2 separate regions of the Mus musculus genome follow, and region 1 is linked to region 2. The links are chromatin contacts, called in public HiChIP or PLAC-seq maps. All regions are on one chromosome and are shown on one strand. Each heading gives the region's core, a stretch centred on a gene start, on an enhancer-like site or on the middle of the called end of the contact. The rest is flanking DNA. Distances are from core to core; before and after follow the strand shown.

Evidence for each region. HiChIP or PLAC-seq counts read pairs in DNA pulled down with a chosen protein or histone mark.
Region 1: an H3K4me3 HiChIP or PLAC-seq map of embryonic limb bud shows a contact between it and region 2, with 4 times the contacts expected there. The contact joins two enhancer-like sites. A contact is called at or near these places in 9 of 484 Hi-C or Micro-C datasets (cerebellar granule neurons, cerebral cortex, embryonic fibroblasts and 4 more) and 2 of 115 datasets of contacts at active chromatin or transcription factors (embryonic limb bud and fibro-adipogenic progenitors).

What each region holds. Positions count from the first base shown.
Region 1 is chr10:126,118,589-126,126,376 of GRCm38.p6, forward strand. It overlaps Gm30041 (a long non-coding RNA gene), which reads left to right. Exons shown (of 6, transcript XR_872162.2): 5 at 1,217-1,419. Among named protein-coding and RNA genes, the nearest start is that of Gm30041, 28 kb to the left of the region's middle. Within about 2 kb of position 3,218, at least 6 of the 459 cell types and tissues checked have an H3K27ac peak or open chromatin away from gene starts, as enhancers often do. A contact at or near this core is called in embryonic limb bud, where this site is marked.
Region 2 is chr10:125,782,130-125,789,375 of GRCm38.p6, forward strand. No RefSeq gene overlaps it. Among named protein-coding and RNA genes, the nearest start is that of Gm29862, 12 kb to the left of the region's middle. Within about 2 kb of position 5,077, at least 103 of the 459 cell types and tissues checked have an H3K27ac peak or open chromatin away from gene starts, as enhancers often do. A contact at or near this core is called in embryonic limb bud, where this site is marked.

The DNA.
Region 1 (7,788 bases), core at 1,968-4,467, 330 kb after region 2:
ACTCCCACCTTACCACCCTAGCATTTCTCTGTACTGGGGCATCAAGCCTTCACAGGACCAAGGGCCTCCCCTCCCACTAATGCCAGATAAGGCCCCTTCAGCTCCTTCAGTCCTTCCCCTAACTCCTCCATTGGGGTCCCTGTGCTCAGTCCAATAGTTGGCTGCGAGCACCCACATCTGTATTGGTCAGGATATGGCAGAGACTCTCAGGAGAAAGCTTTGTCAGGCTCTTGTCAGCAAGCACTTCTTGGCATCAGCAATAGTGTCTGTGTTTTGTGTCTGCATGTGGGATGGATCCCCAGGTGAGGCAGTCTCTGGATGGCCTTTCCTTCAGTCTCTGCTCCACTCTTTGTCCCTGAGTACCGTGCCTTTTATGTGACTTGTTTTCTGATCTTACAGGTGCTCACAGTTAAAAATGTGCTTTAAGTCTTAGAAGAAACTCAGGACCTTTGTACAGCATTAGAATTGTCAGGACCATGAGGACTCTTGAATTTGGACTGATGCATGTTGAATTATGAGGTGGCCATGAGCCTGTGGAGGTTAAGGGAAGTGTATTATGGCTTGAATCTGAAATGTCCCTTGGCTATCACAATTCAGTATCTGGTCTGCTGCTGTTGGGGGGGGGGGGGGTTGAGGTGCCAGGTTGATAGAGGTGTGTCACTGGCAGGAGGCCTCAGAGTTACAGTCTCACCATGCATCTGTTCCTACTGTATCTGCTTCTGACCCTCCATGATACACGAAGCTTCTGCTACATCATCCTTCCACCAGCCCCGCCTCACCATCTACATTGTGATGTACTGAAACCAGGAGCCAAAATAAATCTCCCTAACTTGTCATGGCAACAAGAAAGGAAGTTAATAAACAAGCCATTCATTTTTTTTCTACAATTTCACTCAATGGTTTCAGTAGATTAGCCATACATTTTTAAAATTATAATGCTTCCTATTGTCTGACAGTGACCACATATATATATATCTTTTTATTTTATTACTTCACTTCAAATATGTCTAGGAAATAATTTGCTAAATTGTATGGGAAATTAAGTTTGTGTAAAATCGTTTGCAGCTATCATTTAACATATATTTCCCATGTCTATATCTTACAGTACTTGTAGAACTTTAAAGGTTATTGATTGCATGTGGATATTGATTATTGCATAGCACTTGTAACATGCATGTATAATATGTCTGCTTTTGTGCACGTCATGCGCATGCAGGTCATGCGGAGGCATTGGACACCTGCAGCTGGAGTTACAGGCAATTGTGAGCTGCCCAACATGTATGCTGAGAACTAAGTTCATGTCCTTTGCAAAAGCAGTAAGTACTTGTAACAACAGAGCCATCTCTCCAGCCCTGCAAGGGGCTTATAGTGGAGTGAAATAGCTGTGCATCCAGATCAAGACCTCACCAATATTATCAGGTAATATAAAGAAATGCCAGATGCAATAATCTAGAACATAAAACATTAGGTTTAAACATGGACTAATATTAAATAGAGGTTCAAATTTTATATAGATAGCCAAAGGGTAGATCACCTGACAAAATAACTTCTTAAGTAGAGGCAGTGTATATTTTAAATATAGTGTGTTGGTCTTCTATGTGATTATAATCCTGTTTAATCCTGTCAAATTGATAATCAGCGCCAACCATTAGACATAGTATGTACACATGTGTGAGCCAAAGGACTTGATTCTCCTCAGGGATCATAACATTGCTACATTGTATTCATTTTTCTACTCTAACATTGCCACATTGTATTCATCTTTCTAATGCAGGACTCTACAACTATCAGGAAACCATAAATAGATAGCCTAACTTTAAAGCCAATAATTATAGTAGAAATGTTGATGCTGTCACACAGTAATGAAGACATTTGTGTAGAATAAGCTGATGTGATGCTCTTTGGGGACCAACCTGAACACCCAAACATGACAGCCCTATGGATTTGTATTGGAAACCTAACTGAAAGCTGGAAATAATGGACTTGTATCTTACACAGTGAATCCTTGACTCTGAACAAAGCAAACCGAAACTCAGAAACAGTGTTGATATCGCCCATAGGCCTGGCTGCACCTCTATTGCCGGAAACTAGAGTCAACCTTCTAATTGCTGATAAAAGGACCTGAAAAGACAGAGTGCACACACACCATGCACACAATATACATAAACACACATACATACACAATATATACACAGAACATGCACATCACACACACTAACACACATAAATATTATACCTACATACATGCACACTCCACATACATTCTCTCTCACACACACATCATTTGATTGCTTATAACTAACATGCATTGGTAGTCACAACCTTTTTCAGCAGATAAAGAGGGACATTTTTTTTCCCGACTTTTCTCAAAATACTTGAGTATTGATACTTTTGCTGTGTTTTCTTGCCAATGTTGTTTCCTTTGGGTGTTGTTGTTGTTGTTGCTTTGAGACAGTTTTAATTTGTAGCATTAGCTGGCCTTGAACTCATTATCCTCGGTATCTTAAGTAGTGGGCATATGCTACCACTCCTAGCTAGCGCATGGACTCTTAATTACCAGGATATAACACCACTTGAGAACTGCAAACTCATGTGTGATCCAGTCAAAGCAGTCTGCCTTCAATGTTTTCTCTGGTAGGCCAGGGGTGGGCTAAGGTTCAGGGACAAGCGACACACGAAAGGAACCAGACTACAGTGGCTCCTTTCCTGAGGTCTCACATAACTACTACTTTCCTGGCCAGCTTCACTGGTGTCTGGAGACAGAGCTGAGCTCTGGGGACTGGAGGTGGAGGCCCAGTGGTAGAGAAGGCATTTCCTTCAAGGAAAGAGCTGGACTTACTGATGTAGGCAGGGACAGACAGACAACTCAACTGAAAAGTCAGAGGCATATCTTTGATCAGACTGCAAGAAGTTCAGGTATGTCAAGATCCTGACCCATTTCTATTTCGGACTAAGTTACGCAGTCGTCTTTGTTAGAGAGGCCAAGAATACTCCCATTAGTATAGAAAAGTTGTATCTAGGGTATCTAAACCTCTCAGTTGCCTTTTCTGTCTGAGAATTATATCCCCAACTCTGAATGCTTTGCACGTCTGTAAACTGAGTCTTACATTCAGCAATGTACTAACAAAATACGAAATGTAAAGCCCTGAGCTGCATGTAAGCCCCTTGGAAACCGAGAGCCAACTAGAACAGCTCCTGTTAGCAGCCGGAAATGATTTCAACTTCAGCAGCATGGTCACACACTTGGTTTATGTGCAGGCTGTAAAACGAGCTGACAGCAACACCGTGTCTGGAAAGTTGTTGTTTAAAACCTACTCCGAGATTTATTCAATGATTTCTCAATAAATCAACAGCCTTCCCCAGGCAGGAGAGGAATTCTGTTAAGTACCAGGTCGATTGGCTAAGCATCGCTATTTTGTTGTTCTCTGTAAAACGTTACAGTGAATAAAATTATATCTTTATGGTTACCTAGTTAAAAAAAAACACTGGAGGAGTCGCTCTGATTTACTAACCTAATTTAGACTCATATGAACTGCTGCATCTTCTCCCTTAGTCATCTCTGTCATCTCTAAATACCCACAGCTATAGCTTCCTGTAAAACCATTCTTTTTCTTTAATCTTGAAGGGGATACAGATAACTTCAGAAATAAGGGGTGTTTGTTTGTTTGTTTGTTCTGTTATATATCCAGAAGGTTGTGAGCTGTTCACATAGTATCTCAAGGCTGTTGTTCAGAACCATGTGCTTGTTTCCTGGGCTAATGAGAGAGAGTCTCTTCAACAGCATGGCTTCCCCCATAAGTGCACACTCAGACAGCTTGTGTGGAGTTTTAATTTCAAACATGAGGTCATTCTTTGTTGGCCTCTCTGTAGAAAGCGAACTGTTAGGAAGGTCACTGTGAGTAAGGTAGATATTTGCATAAGCAGCAGATATAATGACATTTATCTTGTCGCTTTAGTTCTTTCCCAAGAGGAGTGGGTGCTTCCCATACGGACATGAAATTCTGCTGTCCTGAGCTACTTGCTATAGAATATCTTGGTTTGGTTCTACTAAAATGAGGAAATGTTTCTGGGTCAAGATACCCAAGTTGCATTTTTTTCTAGCGTCCAGATGCCACCTATTGGTGGGAGATTCTCTGCAAAGTGTAATTAAAGAACCAAAACAGAAAGGAGTCACATGCAGGGCAAGTTACCTACTGCCTTTTACCAGGCTGTAAGCCTTACGAGGTCAGAGATGCTTGCTACCTTATCTTCAGCATCCAGAAGCGTAGTTGATATGAAGAAGGTGATCAATATGTATCTATGGAATAAGTAAATAAGAACGTTTCATTTGTTGTCCAGGTTTGCAGTTAACAGATATTTATGACGGACCCATTCTGTACTAAGTTCTCCTTCACCCAATTACCAATCTGCAAGACTTCATCTGCTGTGACCAAATACCTAGCAAGAAAAGGCTTAAGGGCGAGACAGTTTATTTGGGTTCATGGTTTAAGGGGATACAAACCATGATGTTGTGGCAGACATGGCAGTCGATTCTTTGGAGGCTGGGATGTGAGGCAACTAGTGACATTGTTTTGACAGTCGGAAGCAAATTGACCTAAAGCTAGGTCGGCTGTAGCCTTAAGCCCCACCCCTATTACCCAGTTCCTTTGTAGACCCTAACTTCCGATGTGCTATAGCCCTAAGCCCCACCCATATTACCCAGTTCCTCCATGTAAGCTCTAACTTCCTAAGGTCCCATAGCCTCTAGAACCAGCAGCACTAGCTAGAGACCAAGTGTTCAAGCATGTGAGCCTGCAGGCTACATTTCCCATCCAAACGATAACAGCAACGCCTGGCTGACGTCCAGCGCAGGGTGAGCTCTTCCGTTCCTTTAGTTCATTGTGTATGGTTTCTCATCTACTTCCCAGCTGGTATCCTGCAGGTGATGTTGCATTTCTTCTTGCCTTCGGTTCTCTTCCTTGCTCTTCAAAACAGAGATACAGAGTGACTTAAGCAAGCAGTTTTGGTTCTAGCAGAGAGACATGGCCATGGGGTTTAGGTTGAACTTGGAGTTAAAGGAAGCACCTCCTATGACTTCTAATGCTTGTGCCTGTCCACATCCTTTTTAGATCGTGAATCGGTTTCCACTCATTGCCTTTAACCTGGTTTGTGAGCCATTTCATCCAACATATTTCATCCAACATAGGCACATATGAAAAACATTTCTACCCATTGAATTATACCATATTGCCCACTTTAGTAGACTATATTGTAATATATTGGTTTTTATTATATTTGTGTGTGTGTGTGTAAAAATTGACTCTGGTTGTCTCCTGGAGACATGTTACTTTAGTGCACCTTATAACTTGTTTACTATTTAAAGATCTGCATTTTTAAGCTCTACCCCAATCAACCATCACTTTCTTAGGCTTCTTCACCTATGTGGCCAGTGACACATGTGAGGTATGTGATTTAGTTTCCATATTTCTTTTGTCACTGGTGAATCATCTGCATTCAGTACAGGGCTAAGATCATGGTAGGTATCCAGTAGCCACATGATGAAAGTGCAGATAAGCAATAGATATGAAGTAGAAATGGATTAAATACTTACACAAGATGGCCTGGTGAGTATAATTTCATTTACAGGCATACACCTCAAAGACAAGATCCCCATATTTGCACAATAAGTACTTACTCACAGGATGAGTTCAGAATGCATATAAAAAGTCACGCACAGCAGCGTATGCCTGTAACCTTAGTCCTGGGACCAGAGACAGGCAGATCCTGCAAGCTCATTGACCAAACATTTTAGCCAAATGTATGGGCTTCAAGTGTCCTCACAAAAGAGCATAGAGATTGAGCAAAGAAAGACACTCAATGCTGGCCTATAGCCTACACATATATAAATGTATGTGTATAAGCACCTACACACATACATGTATAACCTCATGAAAATACACATAACATACCCAGCACACACAATAAGGTGTATAAATCCTTAAGTAGAAGAAGTTACTAGACTTTTCAGATCTTTTAAAAAATAAAAAAAATTTTTTGAGGATCACATAATTTTCTATTGACCTCTTTAAATATGGAAAGTCAAGAGCAGCAACAAACAAAGAAACAAAGAAACAACAACAACAACAAAAAAAACCCTCATAGAACAAAAAACCCTGTAAGACCATGGTAAATTTGAAAAGGCCATTAAAAAATCATAATTCTTTTATCCTAATTGAGTACAATGTGACATGCAAACAAATATGGTCATGAGAAATAAATTAAATTAGATAGCCTATTATTCATAGCTGGAGTTAAGTAAATATTTAGCCATAGCTGTTCTTACAGAAGCCTGCAAACTCTCTCCCTCCCTGTATTATTTTTTTCTTCTATTTTCACAAAATCTGTGCTGACCTCAAATTTGCAATGAAGGTAAGGATAACCATGAACTTCCAACATTTCTACCTCTACCCCATAACACAGAATACAGGCTCATGCCATTGTGCCTGGGTCACACATACAGAATCATTTCATAAGTGGAGAGATACTTACCATGGTAGATAGACCCTCAATTGTAACTATAATTATATATGGCAAACACAAGGGCACTATCCTTTGAAGTTTAGACTTGGAAAAACACTTTTCTACGGGTGGTAGTTTGATTATGCAGGGAGTGACACTATTTGGAGGTTTGGCCTTGTTGGAGGAAGTGTATCACTGTGGGTGTAGGCTTTAAGACCTTTGTCCTAGCTTTCTGGAAGCCAGTCTTTTTCTAGCAGCCTTCAGATAAGACATAGAACTCTCAGCTCCTCCTGCACCATGCCTGCCTGGATGCTGCCATGCTCCCGTCTTGATGATAATGGACTGAACCTCCACCTGTAAGCCAGCCCTAACTAAATGTTGCCCTCATTAAGAGTTGCCTCAGTCATGGTGTCTGTTCACAGCAGGAAAACCCTAAGACAGCCTGTCAACCAGAGAAAAAAATTTTTCAAACTTTACGTGATAGCCAGCTTGTAAATTTGGCAGCCTATGCAATCTGCACAGGAAAGGCAACTTCACACATACTCCAAAAGAACAAGAAATCATATATCTTTTTTACCCTCTAAAGACTGGGTCTTGAAACAGAGGCCTCTTGGACAGCACACTAGACTCATGTAAAGGTATTGTGCTCTTTGGGAAACTTCCAGTGAAATCACAGGGCAAAGAGTAGTAGGAGACTGTACTCTGAGCATTGCTACCCCAGGACCTGTTGCCATGCAGCCTGCTGAAGGAACACGAACATGGAACTGCAGGAAGACAGGAGCTGGTTCCTGGGAATGGCGTCACTATTCATTTTCCCTAATCCCTGTCCTGGGAGGCACCCACAGGGCAGAGCACCAAGCTACTGTCTCTGTTACTTATCACACTGTTCAAGGCAGCTCTTCATTTGTGTCTGGACCCTTCCCTATATACTTTCAACTAGGAACAGTGTGATAATGAGAGGGTATGCTGTATTTTAGACACCATAATTCTGCCCACACATCCAACTAGCAATTTGCTCGCCACAAATGTGTTCGGCCTATATATTACATCTGTACATTCTCTGCCAATCTCTAAAGTTGTGATGTTAATGCAAACCTACAGGTAGTGGTAAGTCTTTCCTTGAGAGACATCACTGGTGAGACCATTCGCCACGAGGAAACAGGCATCCCAGAGGTGAATCACACCCTGGATGTAATTGTTTGATTTCTCTGGTCCTCCCTCTCTACACACTAAGTCTTGTGCTGTGGTTGCATGTGGAGGCCACTGACTGCAGGGCTCTCAGCATCGTCA
Region 2 (7,246 bases), core at 3,827-6,326:
TTGAAAAGCAACTACATAGAAGTAATTTCTATTGGTCTGTTGTATTTTCCTTCCCCTGACTGGGGCCAGCTCCTTTAACTATAATTTGGGTTGCAATTCTTTCCTGTCCTGTTAGCTTCTTCTTCAGTTGCTTCCTGTCTCAACTTGTATAGAGCTTTCCCATGGTAAGACCTTTGCGTAGGAGACCACAGGTGTGCTCACCAGTGTATATCAAGCATGTCAAAGGGCCACCTTTGTCACTCGGGCCTAAAGTTTTCAATACTTGGTTGCTTGAGTGCTGTACCAGAATGCTGGCCACACTACCGGTAGCTTCTTGCTTAACTTCTGCCATGAGGAACTATAGAAATAGAGGTAACTAAAGGTTTCTCTCTTCTCAGGGCAGCACTACCCTGGAGTCAGAAACGGTTAAGTATTTGTTGACCTTATTCACGTACAAATTCAACTTTAGGTTCAGCCTCCTTATCATGAGTCATAAAAACTGCAACTTTCTGGGCTAAGGTTCAGCATGCGAAGCATCTTAATAAGTTCCATGCCCAGATGTTTAAGAAAAGAATGGGCCATTGTTTGTGACCGAGTACTAGTTGGAAGACCCAGAGGGAACATTTGACAGGATGAATGTCTTTTCTAAGGATCCTGCAGCCAGCTGGACATTCAGCTGAGCCATCAGGAGACTCAGAATATGGGCATTTCAAAAGTAAACGCCTCCTCCCCAGTCCCTACTCCACACAAAGTGTGGATAGAAGTGGGTAAACACGGCACATTTACTGCTTAACGTCTAGATGATAATCATTTCTGGGAGTGTGAAATAAAGCGGAGATCTTTAAGATCTTTAAAAGATGAAGGTATCCATAGATTACCGCTCTCCCCGCTTCCAGTTCAGTCTGACCCTTTTCTACTTGACAACAGACACTAAGATGTATCCGTACGGAGAACGTCCCCAGATGTGATAACAAACAGAAACGAGGAAGCGTGCATGCTTGATGTCCTGAGTGCTGACCTCCACACACAGCACATTTTAACATACTGGAAGAGTCATGTGAAGGTATTTTCCTCCCCAGCTGAAGCAATGATTTGGAGATGTGTGCATTTGGAAAGAGGGAGCCTCAATTGAGAAAGTGCCTCCACCAAACTGGCTGTGTGCAAGCCTGTGGCTCATTTTCTTGACTGGTGATTTTGATGTGGAAGAGCCCAGCTCACTGTGGGGTGGGTGGTGCCACCCTTGGGATGCTGGTCTGGAGTGCTATGAGATGGCAGGCTGAGGAAGCCATCACAGGAGCAAGCCAGTAAGCAGCCCTCCTCCATAGATTCTCCTTCACTTTCTGCCTTGGGTTCCTGCCCTGGCTTCCCTGGATGCTGATGCACAACCTGAGAGTCATAAGCTGGAATAAACCCTTTCCTTTCCAAGTTATTTTTTGTCATTGTGATTTACCAAAGCAATAGAAATGATTTCTAAGGTTTTAAGACAGACTTCATTAAACACAACATCTAAAAAGAATTCATTAGCTCACTGCATATGCCATGCAAGTTTCAACCTCGTCATTATTTAATGTAATTAAAGACATGGGAATCTACATTAATAGATGAGAGTGAAGCCACTAACCTCATGCAGAGAGTCCCCATGAGCTGTCTTCGTGTGGCTAGGAAGGAATATGTTTAGGATTTGCCTCTAATTTCCAAACACCAAGCTACTGTGTAATTCTTCACATTAGTGAGTTGGGAGATGTACCCCCGAGTGGTAGAGTGCTGTCTTTGCACTCCTTTCAATACCCAGAAATCAGAAAAAGAACCCCAAAACAAAAAGTTCACACTCAGACACATATACACCATGCCAAGGTAAGTGAACAGGCATGTACACACTCATGGGACACTCGTGTACACAAAACAAACTTTAGCTAGTTTCTTTCAGAATGTATTAAAACCATGAAAACTTCCAAAAATATGATTAATGTTTGTTGCCTTGCCCTGTACTGCCTGTGGCCCGACCCTACCTGCCCTTGGGGGTTGGAGGTGAAGTGACTTTGAGTCAAAGGCACAGACTCCAGAAGCAGGTGAGAAACTCATTTGAATGCCTCTGCAAGCTCCTTTAATACCTTCCAGTAGGGCTCCATTGGTCCCAAGAAAGCATCTCTTCTAAACAGCAGCTCCCAATTGACTGGTATTGCTGCCTGCTTCAGCAATCCTTGATCTCCAGGCAGCCTTCAATTGGGTCCTCCTGCAGGAGATGCCTTTGCAGCTGGCATTTATGCAGAGGCCGCACTGTTCCTCCTACAAATGATAAATCCATGGAAAGTCTGAATTGGAATAAATGCACTGAGAAGTCCTGACAATCTTTTGCAATGTATTTTAAAACATTGCCCAAGAAAGGACTCTTGCATTCATACCACATGATCCAGTAAAGTGAGGTAGGCCTTATGAAAAAAGGGGAATACTGACCACCACATCCCAGATGCTTGGTGCTTTTATTGGTCCCAGCTAAGGGTCTTCTCCATTCCTTCTTGAGAAGTTACTAAAGCATGAAGACATGATCTACCGTATTTGTTCATAAACAATTGTATGATCTTTCTACTACATGTGACCATCTCTATCAAGGCTCTAGTGTTTGAACAAAGTACGTTGCTATTTAAGTATAGAATGCATTAGACAACTCACGTAGCCCATATAGAGGATGCTTACTTACCATCTCCACAGCCACAGAGATAACTGAACCTATCTGTGAAATTTAAGAAGAATGGCAATGACCTTAAGAACTAAATTTTATTTTTTTTTTAACAGACTAAAGAAAGATACATTTTCAGGTTTATTATCTCTGTGGGCATTTGTGATGTTTACAGAGGACCAATGACCAGGAGGTGGGGGAGGGGGCAAGTGTGAGTTTCTATATCACTAACCCCAGTAAGGGTGCTACACCCTAGCACAGCTGACAGGAGGGGGCATTGTTGCTCTGTGGAATTCATGTACTAGGTCACCATCAATGCTAATGGGAAAGGGGTCTGTGTTTAACTCAGGCTATAACAAAAATACAAAACTCTTTATGCAGCAGAATAGCTCTAGTAAAAAGGCAGGTCGACTCCAAAGCTATTGTGTGCAGCTTTTCTCAACGGCTTTAAGATGGCAGCCAGACTTTTGACACCTTAAATTTGATTTGGTGGTAGGTAAACTTCATTTTTTCCATGGGCATCTCCCCTGGGAAGTTGTCTTCTGAAATGCAAAAGCAAAACCTCTGCTTTGGGAAGTTTACAACCATGATGAATTCATTTTTACTCCTCTTGGATAGTATTCACAGCGGGGAGAGTTGCAGACAAGACGAACAAAAATAAAATATCCCAAGACAAGCAGTTTCAGTGATGTGGTTCCAACACCGAGCCTGCCAGAGATCTCATGGCAAGTCCCATTACTGAGATACCTCCTGCCCGGAGGAGTTTGGAAATATACGTGCACACGCTGTTGGCTCCGAGCCTCTGCTGACGTTCCTCTCGCCCTCTCTGACACCCCTCCACCCCCAGCTTAGCAGTTTAATCAAATCTATCAGAAGAGACAGCTGTGGTTCCATTTTCATTCTGGAGATAATGAGCCGGAGTCTGTGAGCTCTCCTCCAAGCCACCTCCCAGACAGACACCTCATACACTGACAGACCGGCCTCCTGGCCAGCTGTTTCTCACTATTTGAAGCTGATTAGACCTGCAGCCTTTGAGGGCTAATAGCCGCTCTTAGCATTTTGAGAGGGCCACAACTTGAAATAGCCTCCTCCCTTTGGTGGTTCCCACAGCTCTTCACTGAACCATCCAGGAAATGTAAACAGGACACTACTTCACACTCCTGAGAGCCTGCGATGTTAACTTGTTTGCCCGACACTCACTGAGTAGCTTAATTAATTATCTGTGGGTGGCAGATTACATGAAGTCACCCTAGCCCATTAAGTATGCATTTCCTGCATCTAAGTATATTATGAAAACATGGCCGTGTTTTCTTCTGGAGTTCAGAGTGTTTAGAGAGCCTGTCTTGTTCTTTAAGGCCTGGCTGCTTCGTATTTACGTTAGACTGATCGAATTTCAAATGTGAAAGTAAAGATAAAGTACCTGAAAACGTTAAATCCAAGCCATGCGTCATTTGAACAAACTTCTGACAGACACAGAGGACTTGCTAGGGCCTTCCCCACACCCCCAAGGCCACAGAGGATCCCTGTGTGTTCACCCTCCTGGGCTCCTTGCAAAGAGAATTCTTTGTGCATTACGAAACCTTCAGACGAGGTTCCTGTGGGCCCCACCTGTGGCTGAAAACACTTAATTTGGGGTCTGAGTTCCTTTAAGAGACACTGCAATGCCCTGTCTGCCATCTCTCCCCCTACCTCGGTACTTATTTTCAGTTACATCTCAAAGATTAACAAACTGATGGCGATTAAGTTCTCAATAGGTGCTTCGTTGTTAGACTCCGTAGAAGAAAGCTCAAGGAGTCTTTCTAGGACAAAAACATCGAGAAAGCAAAAAATGTCCTTCATGCCTGCTAATAATTTTCTCTGTTCTGCACATATGTTTCAGACCACAGGAGTGGGGTGGAGTTAAGCTACAATACTATCCTTATTTTGGAGAAGGGAGGGGTCCCAGCTAAGCTATTCTAGTGGGAATTAACAGAGAGAGACAGAGAGAGACACATGACCGAGAGATTTTTGGTGTGTTTTTAGTTTCTAATTGTACATGTATTTCTGGCTTTTTTTAAGGAAGGACAGAGCTATAGGAGATCTGGAATCAGAACCTAAAGTGACCTACATAAAAGCAACGCTCTGATTCCCTAATTAAACCAAGCTGCGGCTGCGGGCTCTGCAAATAGCTGCCAAAAATTCATCCATTCAATCTTCCGCTTATCCTCCAGGAATGCAGAGGGGCGGGGAAGGGGGCGGCGGGGAAGCAGAGGCCGGGGATTGTCCTAGCTCATGTATTTGCTCTCCGGTGAGGGGGTCCTGCGTTCCCGGAGCACAGTCGCCTGGGGTTGGAAAGGATCGCGTGGGGGAGGGGGCTGGGAGGCAGGGGACCAGAAGGGGGATAAAGAGAAAAACAGACTAAATGTTTTAACAGCTGCCCTATTTTTCTTCACCTATTTTGCCCAGGGATCTGGTTTCCTTCTGGGAGGAGGGCTCTCCCTGGGTCCAGGCTCGCTCCGCAGGGCCTGTTTACTCGGAGAACCACAGTCCTCTTTCTCACCTTGTTTAAGTCTTTACTTTTGAGGGAACTCAGAGCAGGAAGAAGAAACTGGAATGGTTGCTGAGCTCCGAATTTTAAGTAGAAACTGGGAACAAAGTAAAGTAAAATAAAATCTGGCCCTCCCCACCCCCCCGCACCCAGTCTCCTCCTGCCAGTGCTTCTTGGACAAGAAAAACTGTTCTTCAGCGAAGATGGTCCCTCATTCTCTCATTCTCACATAACTTCCTTTAGCTGAGCGTTGCAGACGGTATGTTAATTGAGTATTAGATGACGAAGCTGCAAAAATCGGAGGGAATAGCGCTATTAGCCAGACACTCGGGGATTCCAGCACCACACAAAGGTAAAAACCAAATGGAAAAGACCAGCTATTTATTTTTTGCTGAAAAGAGTTTGTACTGTCACTTGGGGGTTTGCTGTGGAGAATTTTCCCAGACGAAACATTTGCCGACTTTCCCTCGATTTCATTCACAGACACGCCACCTAAACATACATTAGCAGCGCCTAGTCTAGTCTATCAGAAACTCAACGCTCCGGGAGGAATCCTTACCGCCAAACATAAGTCTTAACTGTTGCCAGGATTCAGTTACGCAAGAGGACTTTGGGAGACCCAGGTACCTCAAAATGGAGCACTCCGAATTGGTATTCACGACATGTTCCTCACTAGGGTCATGCCCAGGGAAAGCTGCAGTATTTGTCAGGGTTTAGCCTTCCCACCTCTGTCTTCTCCACTCAGTTTCAGCCTCTTAGCCAGAGACTCCAAGCTTCTGTCCCAACAGAGCATTGCCACCTAGACACTTCTGCAAAGAAGCCTCTGTCATAGGCTTCTTACTCCCAGTTTCAGATCACTGCGTTCGCATCACATACCTTTCCACTATTAAAATAAGTAATAATAATGATGATGATGATAAATAATTGTGATGCTTTCATCATTTTTTAAAATAGTTTTGTTTCTAGAGATTGAACCTAGAATCAAGCGTGCATGTTGGGCAAGCAATCTACTGTGTGTGTGTGTGTGTGTGTGTGTGTGTGTGTGTGGTAATGGCAGTGTGTGTACTGTGGTATATGTCTGTGGATACACAAGCAAGTACACATATACATATGTGTGCAGGTGCCTGCAGAGACCAGGAGAGGGCACTAGACCACTCCACCCCAGAGCTGGAGTTACAGGCAACTGTGAAGTTGTGAGCTGCCCAACATAGGTTCTAAGACCGAAACTCACCTTCTGATGGAGTAGCAACTGCTCTACCTAGTTTGTCTCTGTGTTAAACTCTGTGTTGTTTTAAGTTCCTGGGTGTGCTTTAAGTTCCAGAACCCATTAGAAGCCTTAATAATAGCTTCCAAAATGTGAATATTATAATGTTATCCTAGAAAGTTACTCAAGCTTGGTGGACTTGGTTAATTTTTCTTGTATTATAAACAATGATGGTATCTGTAGTTTCAATAATACAATGATTTCGTATTCTTTTGTTTCACTTTGTACTAAACAATACATTGAAGTGGAAACTTCTAGTTTCTTTAGGAAGTCAATTATGTCAAATGATGTTTTGCTGAGACACACAAGCGAAAGGATGTTTTCCTGGATCAGACACAGGAAAAAATGTTTTCCTGAAGCAGACACAGGCGAAAGGATGTTTTGCTATAGCAGACACGTGAAAGGGCCTGTGATGAAGGAGTATAAATATGACCCCACAGACAGTGGGAGATGAGCACTGAGCATTGGTCTTTGATAAAGACAAGCATGTATTGGTTCGCCTTACATAGCATTCATTGTTGAGCTCAACTTGTGGTCATGCCACCATTGAGAGAAACTCACTCAGGAACTGCTCATGAGGTTCTTGCAGTAGTTTGCCGCTTCTGAGACTGCACTTCAGGTCAGTTGGTGAGCCTTGTGCTGGTTGGTACATGGAATCGGCCTGCTGAGAGGACTGAACTGTATGTAGCTGCCAGTTCCTGTGTGGTATCTACTTGCCTAGAGGACTGGTCTGCAGCTGCTGAGTCGTATTTGGTGTTTGCTGGAGGATGGAACTATTGCCAAGGAAGATGGAGCTCAC